Regions from separate parts of the Capra hircus genome. Here region 1 is linked to region 2. Evidence: chromatin contacts called from public Hi-C data. All regions are on one chromosome and are shown on one strand. The core of a region is the stretch at or near the end of the contact, and the rest is flanking DNA. Distances in the headings are between cores, read along the strand shown.

Region 1 (7,109 bases), core at 26-2,525, 250 kb after region 2:
CTACAGACTTAACAGAAATGAAATTAGGAAGTTAATGGATATAAACATATTTTGCATTCCTGCTGCATATTTCCAAATTGCATCTGAAAGGGTGATACTGATTTATAGTATCACTCGTAATGCATCAAAATATAAATTAAAATCTGCTTTTTCCAGGAATAAACATTACTTTGTAGAAAATTTAGTAGATATATGGTACATTAATTTAGTAGGTATATGGTACAGTAATCTAATCTACATTCCTACAGAGTTGAACATTTTCCTGTAAATTTAATAACTGGACTTTGTACCTGTGAATCATTTGTTTATATTTTTGGCTGTTTATCTATTGAACTCAGTGTTTTTATCATTATTCTTATGAACTATGTGTTATAAGCATACATATATACATATTTATCCTTTTATTTTCTGTATTTGTTGTTTTTTCACTCTGTTGCTTGTCTTTTCAAGCTCATTTAGTTTGTTTACCCATTACTTTAAAAAGCAGAAGATACTTAAATTTGCCATTTATATGTAGTTATACCTGCTGAACTTTTCCTCAATAATTGTTTTCTGAAAAGTCTAGAAAGTCTTCTCTCACATCATTCTCCTTATTGATAAATATGCAGCTCCATTGTTTTCTGGGAAGTCTAGAAAGTCTTCTCTCACATCATTCTCCTTATTGATAAATATGCAGCTCCATTGTTTTCTGGGGTTTCTACTACTTGTTTTAATATAGATTTTCAGCATTTGATTAGGATGAGACTTGGTATTGTTTTCATCTTGCTCCTTGTGTGGGTGCTTATTGAGCTTCCTGGATCTATGGATCATCACTCTTCATAAATTCGGAAAATGTCCAGTGATTGCCTCTTCAAATATTTTTCCTGCCTGCCCCATTTCTTTGGGGACTCAAATTACAAATTACAAACACATTAGCCCACTTGAAATTGTTCCATAGTTTACTGATGGTTTGTTCATGAAACAAACACAGAAAACCTCTTTTCTCTGGATGCTTCATTCTGATTACTTTCTACTGCTATGCTTTCAAGTTCTTTTCCTCTGTGATACCGTGTGTGCTCAGCTGCTCAGTCGTGTCTGATCCTTTGCGACCCCGTGGACTGTAGCCCGCCAGGCTCCTCTGTCCATGGGATTTCCCAGGCAAGAGTACTGGAGTGGGTTGCCATTTCCTCCTCCAGGGGATCTTCCCGACCCAGGGATCGAACCCGCATCTCCTGCTCCTGCATTGGCAGATGAATCCTCTACTGCGGTGTCACCTAGGAAACCCTCTGTGGTATTTACTTTGTCATTATTCCCATGTAATGGATTTTTCATCTCACACATTGTAGTTTCTTTCTCACTGGGGAAATGACTGAGATGACAGCCTCATGATTGGATAGAATTTCACTCCTGGGCATGTGTGAATACAAGGATTGTCCCCTCTGATTCTTTCAGGCTGTCCGTTCCTCAGCTTGAGGTAAGTTCCCTCACCAGCAAGTGCCGACCATTACTCGAGGGGGCCCTCTGCAGGTCTCCAGAGCCTTCTCTCAGATTCTCTCTTCATGGTCTTCTACAAAGTTCAGCGGCCTTGTCCTCCCTGGACTCTTAGGTCCATTTCTTCGGCTCAGAGAGTCCATCCTGCTCTGCCAGGAGACTCACCCAAGGTGGTAAACTGGGGCAACCATGAGGCTCACCTTGCTCATTTCATTTCTTTCTAGGATCATTGACAACTTACTTGCCTAATGTACAGTGTCTTGAAAAGCATTTCGTGTATTTGCCCACGTTTTGGTTGTTTCCAGTGGGAGTGTAAAAACGGTACCTGTTATTCCATTCTGTTCAGAACTGTAATTTCTTTAGGTATCTGGAGTCCCTTCTTGTATATGGATTGAAGTGATTATACATTTTTTTTTTTTTTGCTTCATTCACAGTATTTACCCCAACACCAATTAGTGCAAATTTTCTTCCCTGATTGTTTTTGATACTTACATTGTACTATTTTAAATGCTTACTAAAATTGGGGTTTATTTCTTGATTATCTAGCTCTTTGGGTGGTGGTGGCAGCGGCGGCGGTGGCTGAGTCACTAAGTCCTGTGCAACTGTTTCGTGACCCCATGGACTATAGCCAGGCTCCTCTGTCCATGGGATTTCCCAGGCAAGAATACTGGAGTGGGTTGCCATACCCTCCTCCAAGGGATCTTCCCAACCCAGGGATCAAACCCGCGTCTCCTGCATGTCTTGTATCGCAGGCAGGTTCTTTACCACTGAGCCACCTGGGAAACTCAGCTGTTTGGGTACTGAGGACCTATTTGTCTAATTTTGCCCCAGAGCTATACTCTTTTACTGGCAGCTGCTTTGTCATATATTTTTAATATATGATAATGCTAATCTTTCCTATTATACTTTTCCATTAAGTGTTCCTCTGAGAATTTTTAAGATGTACTCTTTTATACTTATTCTTTTATATCAATTTAAGAAACATTTTGTCAAATTAAAAAACCATTCTGGGATTTTTTTCTTAAGACTGAATTAAATATGTATATTAACTTGGAGATGGCACACAGACATTTTACATAATATTTGTCTTCCTATCCAGGAGCATAATATAGCTATCAATCTTCTCCATTCATTCAAACCTTTCACTTTAATTTTCTATTAAAATGATCACAAGATCTTTTATAGTTGTATAGCCATCACAAGATGGCCTTTATAGTTTCTTCTCAGAGACCTTATACATTTTTCTCCAGGTACTTTTATGTGTGTGTTTTGCGATTGGAAATTGGTCTTTATTTTCTCAGTTTGTTTTCGTGAAATTACATGCATTCTAGACATCACATGTATGTTTGTATGTGTATATATACTTGCACTGATTTAATGTCCTATATTCTATACTATATCCAATTGTTTTCAGAACTGAATCCTTGACTTTTCTAGTATATAATCATATCACTAGGAAATATGTTTTTTTGTCACTTTATTTACACTTAAATAACTCCAGAAAACTAGCCTGACTTACTTGGTCGTGAAGCTAGCTACAGCATAGTTGCATGACAAGAATATTAGTCTGGGTCCCAAATGGAATTGAAAATAAATTGAATCTTCATAGAAGTCTTTTAAAAATACCAAAGGAAGAATTCTAATGTAATACAAATCAAATAAATTGTTTTTTTTTTCTATTTACCTCTAATCTGTCTAATATCATGTCATACAGAGAACTGGTCTTCTCTTCAATTTATCCCCCAAACTGCTCTCTCTGCCCCAAGTTCTTTTTCAGATTCGACTCACATAGAGCCAAGTCCTTCCCCCCACCCCCACTCCCATCCAAAGATTTCTGATAACTATTTATTTCACTTTGCTGGCTTTCCTGGTTCTCTACTTCACCATTACTCTAATTAACAAAAAATCTTTCCAGTGGCAAATATTCAATGGAATTTAATTTAGGATGGGGTGGGAGTGAGGGGACTCAGGCTACCCACACCTATCATTTAGGGTACTTGTTAAACAGATGATTGTGAATGCTTCTCATTAGCTAAGAAAATATAAGCATTTAAAAGTCCCATCGCTTTCCAAATAACATTTAAAAACATTATTTTTATTAAAAAAATCTTAATTTATGTGGAAGATTTAATGAACCAATTTTTATCATTGTACATATAAATCAAACCTTAAGTTTGGAAACCGTAGCTCCTTTCAGGTACCTGGAGATACAGCTGAATGCACTCTCGGGGTCAGAAAAATGCTCTGGTGCCATCTGCTGGTTATTAAAGATATAGCAGGTATTCGCTCTAGTTTGATTTCCAATTTTTTTTTTTTCTTTTCAACTTTCTACCAGTGCCTTTCAAAATAACCAGAAAAAAATAGTTGTAATTTTGGGTGGCAAGATCACAAGTGCTCAGCTTCATAATAATGTATATGACTTTGTACAGGGCACAACATGAAGAAACAAATTCTTAACTTCTCAGTTCTCACTGAACCAGTCATCTATTTGTTGGCACTTGGCTAACATATAGATTTCACATGTTGCATTTACAGTGTTAATTACGTACATCTTATTTTGTTTCTCATCAGTAGATACATTTTCAAGGAGACAGTATGCCATCAGTTGTAATAGTGAGAATAATCTTATTCTAAAGTATTCCTGTAACAATGCTACTCTTACTTGCATTCTGATACACACTTCTTGAACAGGAAGGAGATAGAACTAGAGCTTACAAGCATTTACATTCATTCATTCATTTGTTCAGTTAATAAATATTTCCTGTCAACCATATTGACTGTGCCAAAGCCTTTGGCGGTGTGGATCACAATAAACTGTGGAAAATTCTGGAAGAGATGGGAATACCAGACCACCTGATCTGCCTCTTGAGAAATCTGTATGCAGGTCAGGAAGCAACGGTTAGAACTGGACATGGAACAACAGACTGGTTCCAAATAGGAAAAGGAGTACATCAAGGCTGTATATTGTCACCCTGCTTATTTAACTAATATGCAGAGTACATCATGAGAAACGCTGGGCTGGAGGAAGCACAAGCTGGAATCAAGATTGCCGGGAGAAATATCAATAACCTCAGATATGCAGATGACACCACCCTTATGGCAGAAAGTGAAGAAGAGCTAAAGAGCCTCTTGATGAAAGTGAAAGAGAAGAGTGAAAAAGTTGGCTTAAAGCACAACATTCAGAAAACTAAGATCATGGCATCTGGTCCCATCACTTCAAGGCAAATAGATGGGGAAACAGTGTCAGACTTTATTTTCTTGGGCTTCAACATCACTGCAGATGGTGACTGCAGCCATGAAATTAAAAGACGCTTACTCCTTGGAAGGAAAGTTATGACCAACCTAGATAGCATATTCAAAAGCAGAGACATTATTTTGTCAACTAAGGTCTGTCTAGTCAAGTCAAGGCTATGGTTTTTCCTGTGGTCATGTATGGATGTGAGAGTTGGACTGTGAAGAAGGCTGAGTGCCGAAGAATTAATGCTTTTGAACTGTGGTGTTGGAGAAGACTCTTGAGAGTCCCTTGGATTGCAAGGAGATTCAACCAGTCCATTCTAAAGGAGATCAGTCCTGGGTGTTCTTTGGAAGGACTGATGCTAAAGCTGAAACTCCAATACTTTGGCCATCTGATGTGAAGAGCTGACTCATTTGGAAAAACCCTGATGCTGGGAAAGATTGAGGGCAGGAGGAGAAGGGGACGACAGAGGATGAATGGTTGGATGGCATCATCGACTCAATGGACATGGGTTTGGGTGGACTCCGGGAGTTGGTGATGGACAGAGAGGCCTGGTGTGTTGGACATGACTGAGCGACTGAACTGAACTGAACTGATATGCCAGGCACTTTACTTTGGAGCAGTGATTCAGCTACAACCTTGAGAAAGTCCTGTCTTCAACAGCATCCTTGTACCAGCCTAAGGTATCTACATCAGTTCAGTTCAGTTCAGTCACTCAGTCATGTCCGACTTTTCGTGACCCCATGAACTGCAGCACGCCAGTCTTCCCTGTCCATCACCAACTCCCAGAGCTTACTCAAACTCAAACTTACTCAAACTCAGTGATGCCATCCAACCGTCTCCTCCTCTGTCGTCCCCTTCTACCTTCAGTCTTTCCCAGCATCAGGGTCTTTTCCAATGAGTCAGTTCTTCTCATCAGGTGACCAAACTATTGGAGTTTCAGCTTCAGCATCAGTCCCTGCAATGAATATTCAAGACTGATTTCCTTTAGGATGGACTGGTTGGATCTCCTTGCAGTCCAAGGGACTCTCAAGAGTCTTCTCCAACACCACAGATCAAAAGCATCAATTCTTTAGCACCCAGCTTTCTTTATAGTTCAACTCTCACATCCATACATGACCACTGGAAAAACCATAGCTGTGACTAGACAGACCTTTGTTGACAAAGTAATGTCTCTGCTTTTCAATATGCTGTCTAGGTTGGTCACAGCTTTTCTTCCAAGGAGCAAGCATCTTTTTACCAAGTGTCTTATAATTTCATGGCTGTAGTCACCATCTGCAGTGATTTTGGAGCGCAGAAAAATAAAGTCTGTCACTGTTTCCATTGTTTCCCATCTATTTGCCATGAAGTGATGGGACCAGATGCCATGATCTTAGTTTTTTGAATGTCGAATTTTAAGCCAGGTTTTTCACTCTCCTCTTTCACTTTCATCAAGAGGCTCTTTAGTTCCTCTTTGCTTTCTGCCATAAGGGTGGTGTCATCTGCATATATGAGGTTATTGATATTTCTTCTGGAGATCTTAATTCCAGCTTGTGCTTCATCCAGCCTGGGATTTCGCATGATGTACTCTGCCTAGAAGTTAAATAAGCAGCGTGACAATATACAGTCTTGACATACCAGTCCTTTGTTCCATGTCCGCTTCTATCTGTTGCTTCTTGACCTGCATACAGATTTCTCAGGAGGTAGATAAAGTGGTCTGGTGTTCCCATTTCTTGAAAAATTTTCTGCAGTTTGCTGTGATCCACAGTCAAAGGCTTTGGTGTAGTCAATAAAGTAGAAGTAGCTGTTTTTCTGGAATTCTCTTGCTTTTTCTATGATCTAACATGTGTTGGCAATTTGATCTCTGGTTCTTCTACCTCTTCTAAATCCAAACTGAACATCTGGAGGTTCTCAGTTCACATACTGTTGAAGCCTGCCTTGGAGAATTTTGAGCATTACTTTGCTAACATGTGAGATGAGTACAATTGTGGAATAGTTTGAACATTCATTGGCATTGCCTTTCTTTGGGATTGGAACGAAAACTGTCCTTTTCCAGTCCTGTGGCCAGTGCTGAGTTTTCCAAATTTGCTGGCATATTGAGTCCAGCACTTTCACAGCATCATCTTTTGGGATTTGAAATAATTCAGCTTGAATTCCATCACCTCCACTAGTTTTATTCGCAGTGATGCTTCCTAAGGCCCATTTTGCACTCCAGGATGTCTGGCTCTAGGTGAGTGATCACACCATCGTTGTTATCTGGGTCATTAAGGTCTTTTTTGTATAGTTCTTCTGTGTGTTCTTGCCACCTCTTCTGAATATTTTCTGCTTCTGTTAGGCCCCACTAACTGCAGAACAATTATACCAAAAAATTTTTAGCACTGTTAAGACCCACAACAGATTTCCCAACCTTGGGATCCAGCAAAGG
Region 2 (6,523 bases), core at 1,116-3,615:
GAGACCTGGGAGATCATGGGAACCTGATGTCTGTCTCCTGGGAGGAACCTTCAGTTTTCCAGATGAAGAGAACAGATATTCTATAAGAGCATGAGGACTGTTGGTCATTACTGATCTAATTGATTACTTGGTATACCAGGTTATAACTGTTAAGAGTCATTTATGGCTAATGTTGCCAATGATACATCTTGAGAGGCTCATCATGTTACTTCCGATCATTATTTAATCTGTGGCTCTTACTTGGTGAGAGATATAATACAATTAACTATTGGTAATGTTCCAACTTGGGCTTTTCTGGTGGCTCAGTGGCAAAGAACCTGCCTGCCAATGCAGGAGATACAGGAGACGCGAGTTCGATCCCTGGGTCAGGAAAAACACCTGGAGAAGAAAACGGCAGCCCACTGCAGTATTCTTGCCTGGGAAATCCCACAGACAGAGAGGCCTGGCAGGCTACAGTCCATGGGGTGACGAAAGAGCTGCACACAACTCAGAGACTAAGCAACAGCGATGCTCCAGCTTGAACAAGCAGCAGGATGTGGTTTCCTGATACTGAACTTCCAAGTGTAGTCCCCATAAAATCTTTCTTATTTGGAAACTAGCATCACATTCACACAACTCATAATGCATCTTATTACATCTGCTCATTTAAATATTTCTTTATTCCTATTTTACAACTCTGATTTTAAAAGGTCTTCATGTTGACAATAATGGGTAGATTCTCTTACCATTCTCTTTACTAAGCTAATGAATATTCCCACTATAATCATTCAATTACCCAAACTATGCTCACTGAAATCCCAGATATTGACAGATAGTCATATTCCTGGAGAACAATCTGTCACATAATCCTAGCAGGTTAAGTTCTTCATGGAAAAACAAAGCCAGTTTTCTGACGTGAGCAATAACAGCCACACTACTGAGTTCTCCAAGTATGAGAAGCAATTAGAGGAGATAGAACACTGTAACCACTCATGAAAATGTGCTATTCAGATTAAAAGTGGGAGGATGGTCAATTTTATGTGCCAATTTGGCAAGGCCATGGTACCCAGTTTTTGAGCAAACAACAATCTAGATGTTTCTGTGAGGATATTTTTCAGATGTGATTAACACTTATATCAGTAGGCTCTGAGTAAAGCAGATTGCCCTCCAGAATATGGGTAGGCCTCATCTAATCAACTGAAGACCTTAAGAGAAGGCTGTATATTGTCACCCTCTTTATTTAACTTATATGCAGAGTACATCATGCAAAATGCTGGACTGGATGAAGTACAAGGTGGAATCAACATCGCCAGGAGAAATATCGAAAACCTCAGATATGTACCCTTATGGAAGAAAGCGAAGAGGAACTAAAGAGCCTCTTGATGAAGGTGAAAGAGGAGAGTGAAAAAGCTAGCTTAAAACTCAACATTCAAAAAAACTAAGATCAGGGCATCTGGTCCCATCACTTCATGGCAAATAGACGGGGAAACAATAGAAACAGTCAAAGACTTTATTTTCTTGGGCTCCCAAATCACTGCAGACAGTGACTGTGGCCATGAAATTAAAAGATGGTTGCTCCTCGGAAGAAAAATTATGACCAACTTAGACAGCATATTAAAAAGCAGAGACATTACTTTGCCGACAAAAGTGTGCACAGTCAAAGCTATGGTTTTTCCAATAGTGATGTATGGATGTGAGAGTTGGACCATAAAGGCTGAGCACCAAAGAATCGATGCTTTCCAACTGTGGTATTGAAGGCGGCTCTTTAGAGTCCCTTGGACTGCAAGGAGATCAAAAGAGTCAATCCCAAAGGAAATCAGTCCTGAATATTCATTGGAAGGACTGAAGCTCCAGTATGTTGGTCACCTGATGCGAAGAGCCAACTCATTGGTAACGAGCCTGATGCTGGGAAAGATTGAAGGCAGGAGGAGAAGGGGACGACAGAGAATGAGATGGTTGGATGGCATCACCGACTCAATAGACATGAGTTTGCGCAAGCTCCGGGAGATGGTAATGGACAGGGAAGCCTGGTGTGCTGCAGTCCATGGGGTCACAAAGAATCAGATATGACTGAGCAAGTGAGCAACAACAACAAAGAGAAAAGACTGGGGTTCCCAGAGGAAGAAGGCCTTCTTCCTCCAGACTGCCTCTGGACTCAAGATTCAACAGCAACTCTTGCCAGGCCTCCAGCATGCCCACCTTCTCTGCAGATTTCAGTCATTCTTGCTTCCAGAATCACATGAGACGGTTCCTTAAAATCAATTTCTCTCTGTCTCCCTCCCCCCGTGCCCCATGTACAGACATACATCCTGTTTGGAGATTCCTAACTACTACAAGTGGCTTAACATACAGTTGTTTCCAGTGTGAAAGGAACTCTGAATAGCTTTGGCCCGGCCATCTACTGTCTTTCGTATCAGAAACAAACCGCATGCTTGTGCGACCACCAGGACCAATGCTCCACCTGGGCACTGCTCCCTGCCAAAGTGAGCTATATGGGCATAAGGGATGCATCATAAGAAGTCTACTACCTCTGATTAACATGCCTCTCACCAGCTAGCATTATGATCATGACCCCAGGAGATAGCTGACAAAATAAATAATGATCCTGTGACCAAACCTGAACTTTCTTTTCTTTAAATTATTTGACCCAAAGGTTCCCAAAGCTCTCCTTTTCAGAAACAACTTCCCAAAGTGCTCCTCTGATTCATTTTCTCTCAGTCAGCTTTCTATATCGACTATCACAAGGTCAGAGTTTCTTCAACAGAGCTTGTAATTACTCAGACACCTGCTTCAAGACAGAGAGTGGGCTAAAATTCAAGCAATGCCTTTGTGCTAAAACACACATCTTCACTCAGGTGCTCATTAGAAGTCTCAGGAACTGAACAGGAGGTGAGAGGATTAAGGGGAAGATGATTACAGGCCAAAGGAATCCAAAAACAGGTGTGGGGGTGGCACTGATGGAGGAGTTTCCTGCAGCAGGCCCCCAAATTATTCTGGCTCTTGTGGCACAAAGACTGGAAAGTTAGTGTATTTATAAAATAAGGAGCCAAGGTGCTATGTGTAGGAAAAACCTCAGGTTTTATCACTGTTTTTAAACACTAGCATCTGTGAAAATTTCAGTGAGGCATGAAGCTCATTAGCATGACTCACCTGGAAGTGGTAGCTCCTCCGATCAACAATGGGATCTTTATAGCTAGTCTCTCCATTTCCTTAGCGACAAAAATCATTTCATCCAGGGAAGGAGTGATGAGTCCTGACAGGCCAATTATATCTATTATTTAAAAAAAGGAAAAAAAGAACAATGAAAAGGAGGATGCGAAAAAAGAGAAAAAGTATGAAGACCCATTTTAAAAACTCTGTAATAAACACCACAAGCCAGAAGATAAATTCCCAGTTTCTATGAATAATTTTGAGACTTCTTTTCTGCCTGGGGGTTTTCAATTTATTGCTTGCTTTTGGTAGTAAATATGATTTGCAACTTCAAGTTGCAATAATCTGCTTGCCACCTTTTAGGAAAAGCCACGGAACTGTTAGTTCATGATTTCCCAGATGGGATATGTCACAGTGTCAGAAGAAATATAAGAACAAACACACACAGAGAAAAACAAAATCTAATACAAGTTGTTCTAAGAAGCCTGTCCCCATACCCCTTCCTCAGAACTATAAAGGAGTTTCACGGTTACCTATTCACCTCTTTAGTCCCCTTCATAAATGGCAATGACAGAACCCTCTAGGCAGGAGCTGTCAGTTGAGTGTCTGCAGGTCCCAGTAACCTCCATGGGCGGGGGCATCACCCTTCGCCGACAGACACTGGGAGAACACAATTTACTGAAATGCCCAGGAACCCAGTTGCATAGTACCTGCTTTGTGGTCTAGAGCAGCCTTCAGAATCTTGTCACATGGAGTCATGACTCCTAAATCAATAACTCTGGGGGACAAAAACGAGACATGAGATAATGAACGAGATCCCATTAATTATCAAAAAAGCTAAAGGAACATTTTTATTTAACCATTGAACACTGCTCTCGAGTAAACTGGAATCACACTGAAAAGCTCACCGAACACTGACAACCGACTCAGTGATGTCTGCCATTGATTAGGAACTGACCGTGGGCAGGGGCTACACTAAGCTTTTTTAAGGACCTTCGCTGCCACAATCCACAGAGCGTCTAATTCACCTGTTTAAGGTAGCCTTTGGTAGAGGACATTCTTTTCTAAGCTCTGGTAAAACATATATAATACATAGCGTGCCATTTTAACCATTTTTAAGTGTGTAGTTGAGGGTCCCTAGTTAGTCGCAATGTTGTGTAACCATCACTACTATTTAATTTCAAAACTCTTTCATTGCCCCAAACAGAAACTTTATAATCCCTCAGCAACAAGTAACCTTTACTCTGCCTTCTATCTCTACGAATTTGCCTTGTCTGGATATTTCTACAAGTGGAATCATACATCATTTGTCCTTCTGGGTCTGGCTAATTTCACTTAGCCTAACATCTTTAGGGTTCCTCCCCCACTGGAGCCTAAGTCAGAACTTCATTCCTTTTTAAGGCTGAATAATATTTCATTGTATGAATGTGCCAGATGTTTATCCATTCATCTGTCAATGGACACCTGGGATATTTCCACTATGCTAAGCCTTCTATATAAACAATCTTGTTTAACCCTCACAGGAACTGTACGTGGAAGCACGATCATGGGGGCCTGTGTCTTTTTTTCGGGGCTGGGGGGATTGTTTTCATATATTTATTTCATGTATTTATCCAAATATATACATTAGATGGACTGTTATAAATGGGATTATTGCATTAAACAATATAAATATTTTTATGTTTGATTCCTATTTTAAATTTTATTTGGAGGTAGGTTTTACCAAAGAATACTCTTTTTTAAAATTTTTGAAAACATGATTTTTACATTTTTAATAAGGAAGGGTCCAGAAAATCATGTGCCCGGAAGTTAAGCATCTTGCCCAGCCAGACAACTATCTAGTAGTGGAGCTGGGATCTGAACCAGGGTCTGGCACGAAAACTCGTCTTCTCAGCCATGGAGGCCAAGAAAGACGTTAGAGAAGTTCAATCCGTAAGTATCTACTGTACAGTATACCCTACATGGGAGCCAACAAGCAGGATAAGGAGAAGAGATCAGTTCCTGGACATGAAAAGCTGGTGAGAAGGCAATCTCCCATTAGCCAAAGGAGAGGGGGAAGGAATGAAAGGACAGCTACCACGAGAGACGAGCAAGACGCAAAGGGAGAGCAGACCGCGGTGGGCACGCGAGGAGAGTGGGACTGGGCGGAGGAAGCCTGGAGCGCGCCCTCGGACAGAGCGACTCCACGGAGCTGCGACTCAGGAAGGAGACGGCTTCCTGGATCTCAGAGAAAACGGGATTCTAGCCTTGGAAAATGTTCTATAAACTACTCCTCTATCCTAGAGTTAGAGAGCACCAAGGAGGTCCATCATTTTGACAATGTAATTTCATCATGAGCACTGGTTGTAAAGATGTTTTAAAAATTACAGTGCACATTTTCTTTTGTTTCCTCATGTCAACAATTCCTAAATAACTAAACAGACAAAATGATTATAAGTTAAAAAAAAATGCTTAAGAACCACTACCTGACATCATAGCAGCTGTTAACAGTGGGTGTTGAACACCAAGGGCAGGAAGGAACGTTGCTTCTCATTATATACCTGTTTATATTTAAGTTGGATTTCTTAGCTTGTTATCATAGTACTTAAATTTCTTGAAAAAAAACAAAAAACTAGCACAAAGAGAATCCTCAGAAAGTGGACAATTTCAAATCAATGATGACTCTCTTCAGGTCTGTTAGCACTAATCCACTAGAAAACACGCCACAGAGGTTGATGATGGGGCACTGCATGTTATAACGGGGGTGAGGTGGCCCCTTTCTTTCTCTTTAGCATACTGCACACAGTTCGGTAACTGGATTTGTTGAACTATGACTAAATACAGCCTATAACACTAAGTGAAAGAGCATATTGCTTTTACATCAAGACAAAGATGTATGGATTTCAAAGCTGACGCTTTCAACATTGTATGTTGTATTTTAAGAATTACAACTCATCACTGTGATGGCAAGAATCATCTAGCTCTCAATCCTTTTTCTTGTTTCAGGCACTCTATCTTTCAGGAACATCATGTGCCTGCTTGCTTTGCTGGAGGAAAAGTAAGAAGACCTTGTGGTCAGATAGAAATGGAGGAAGGAGAAAGCTGTAGAGAGTGAGCTCAGAGAAGGAGAAGAGGGCATCTTAATGGTGATTATTTAAAATTTCAAAATATTAAGTTTTTTTTAAAGAAATCTAAATGGAGCTCTCAGGTAGTCATCTGGATCTGTAAGCCTGCAGCCCAGGTGAGCGATCCAAGCTGGAGATAAAACCTGGGACTTGTTGGCATATTACATGGCATTAAGAAGTCCTGAGACCATGTGTAAAATATTTAGAAAAATGAATTGCCAAAAGTGGGTAGGGGTTGGAGAGAAGGGGTTGAGGGAAGAGTGGGAAGAGGAGGGGAAGGGGAGAGGAGA

Evidence for each region. A called contact is a pair of places that touch in the nucleus more often than the background predicts.
Region 1: a Hi-C map of blood shows a contact between it and region 2, with 11 times the contacts expected there. The contact joins two enhancer-like sites. A contact is called at or near these places in 2 of 5 Hi-C or Micro-C datasets (both in blood).

What each region holds. Positions count from the first base shown.
Region 1 is chr28:36,127,431-36,134,539 of ARS1.2, forward strand. No RefSeq gene overlaps it. Among named protein-coding and RNA genes, the nearest start is that of HEATR1, 8.6 kb to the right of the region's middle. Within about 2 kb of position 1,276, at least 2 of the 5 cell types and tissues checked have an H3K27ac peak or open chromatin away from gene starts, as enhancers often do.
Region 2 is chr28:35,873,261-35,879,783 of ARS1.2, forward strand. MTR (methionine synthase) reads right to left here. Exons shown (of 33, transcript XM_018042441.1): 23 at 3,840-3,907; 24 at 3,130-3,250. Among named protein-coding and RNA genes, the nearest start is that of MTR, 96 kb to the right of the region's middle. Within about 2 kb of position 2,366, at least 1 of the 5 cell types and tissues checked has an H3K27ac peak or open chromatin away from gene starts, as enhancers often do.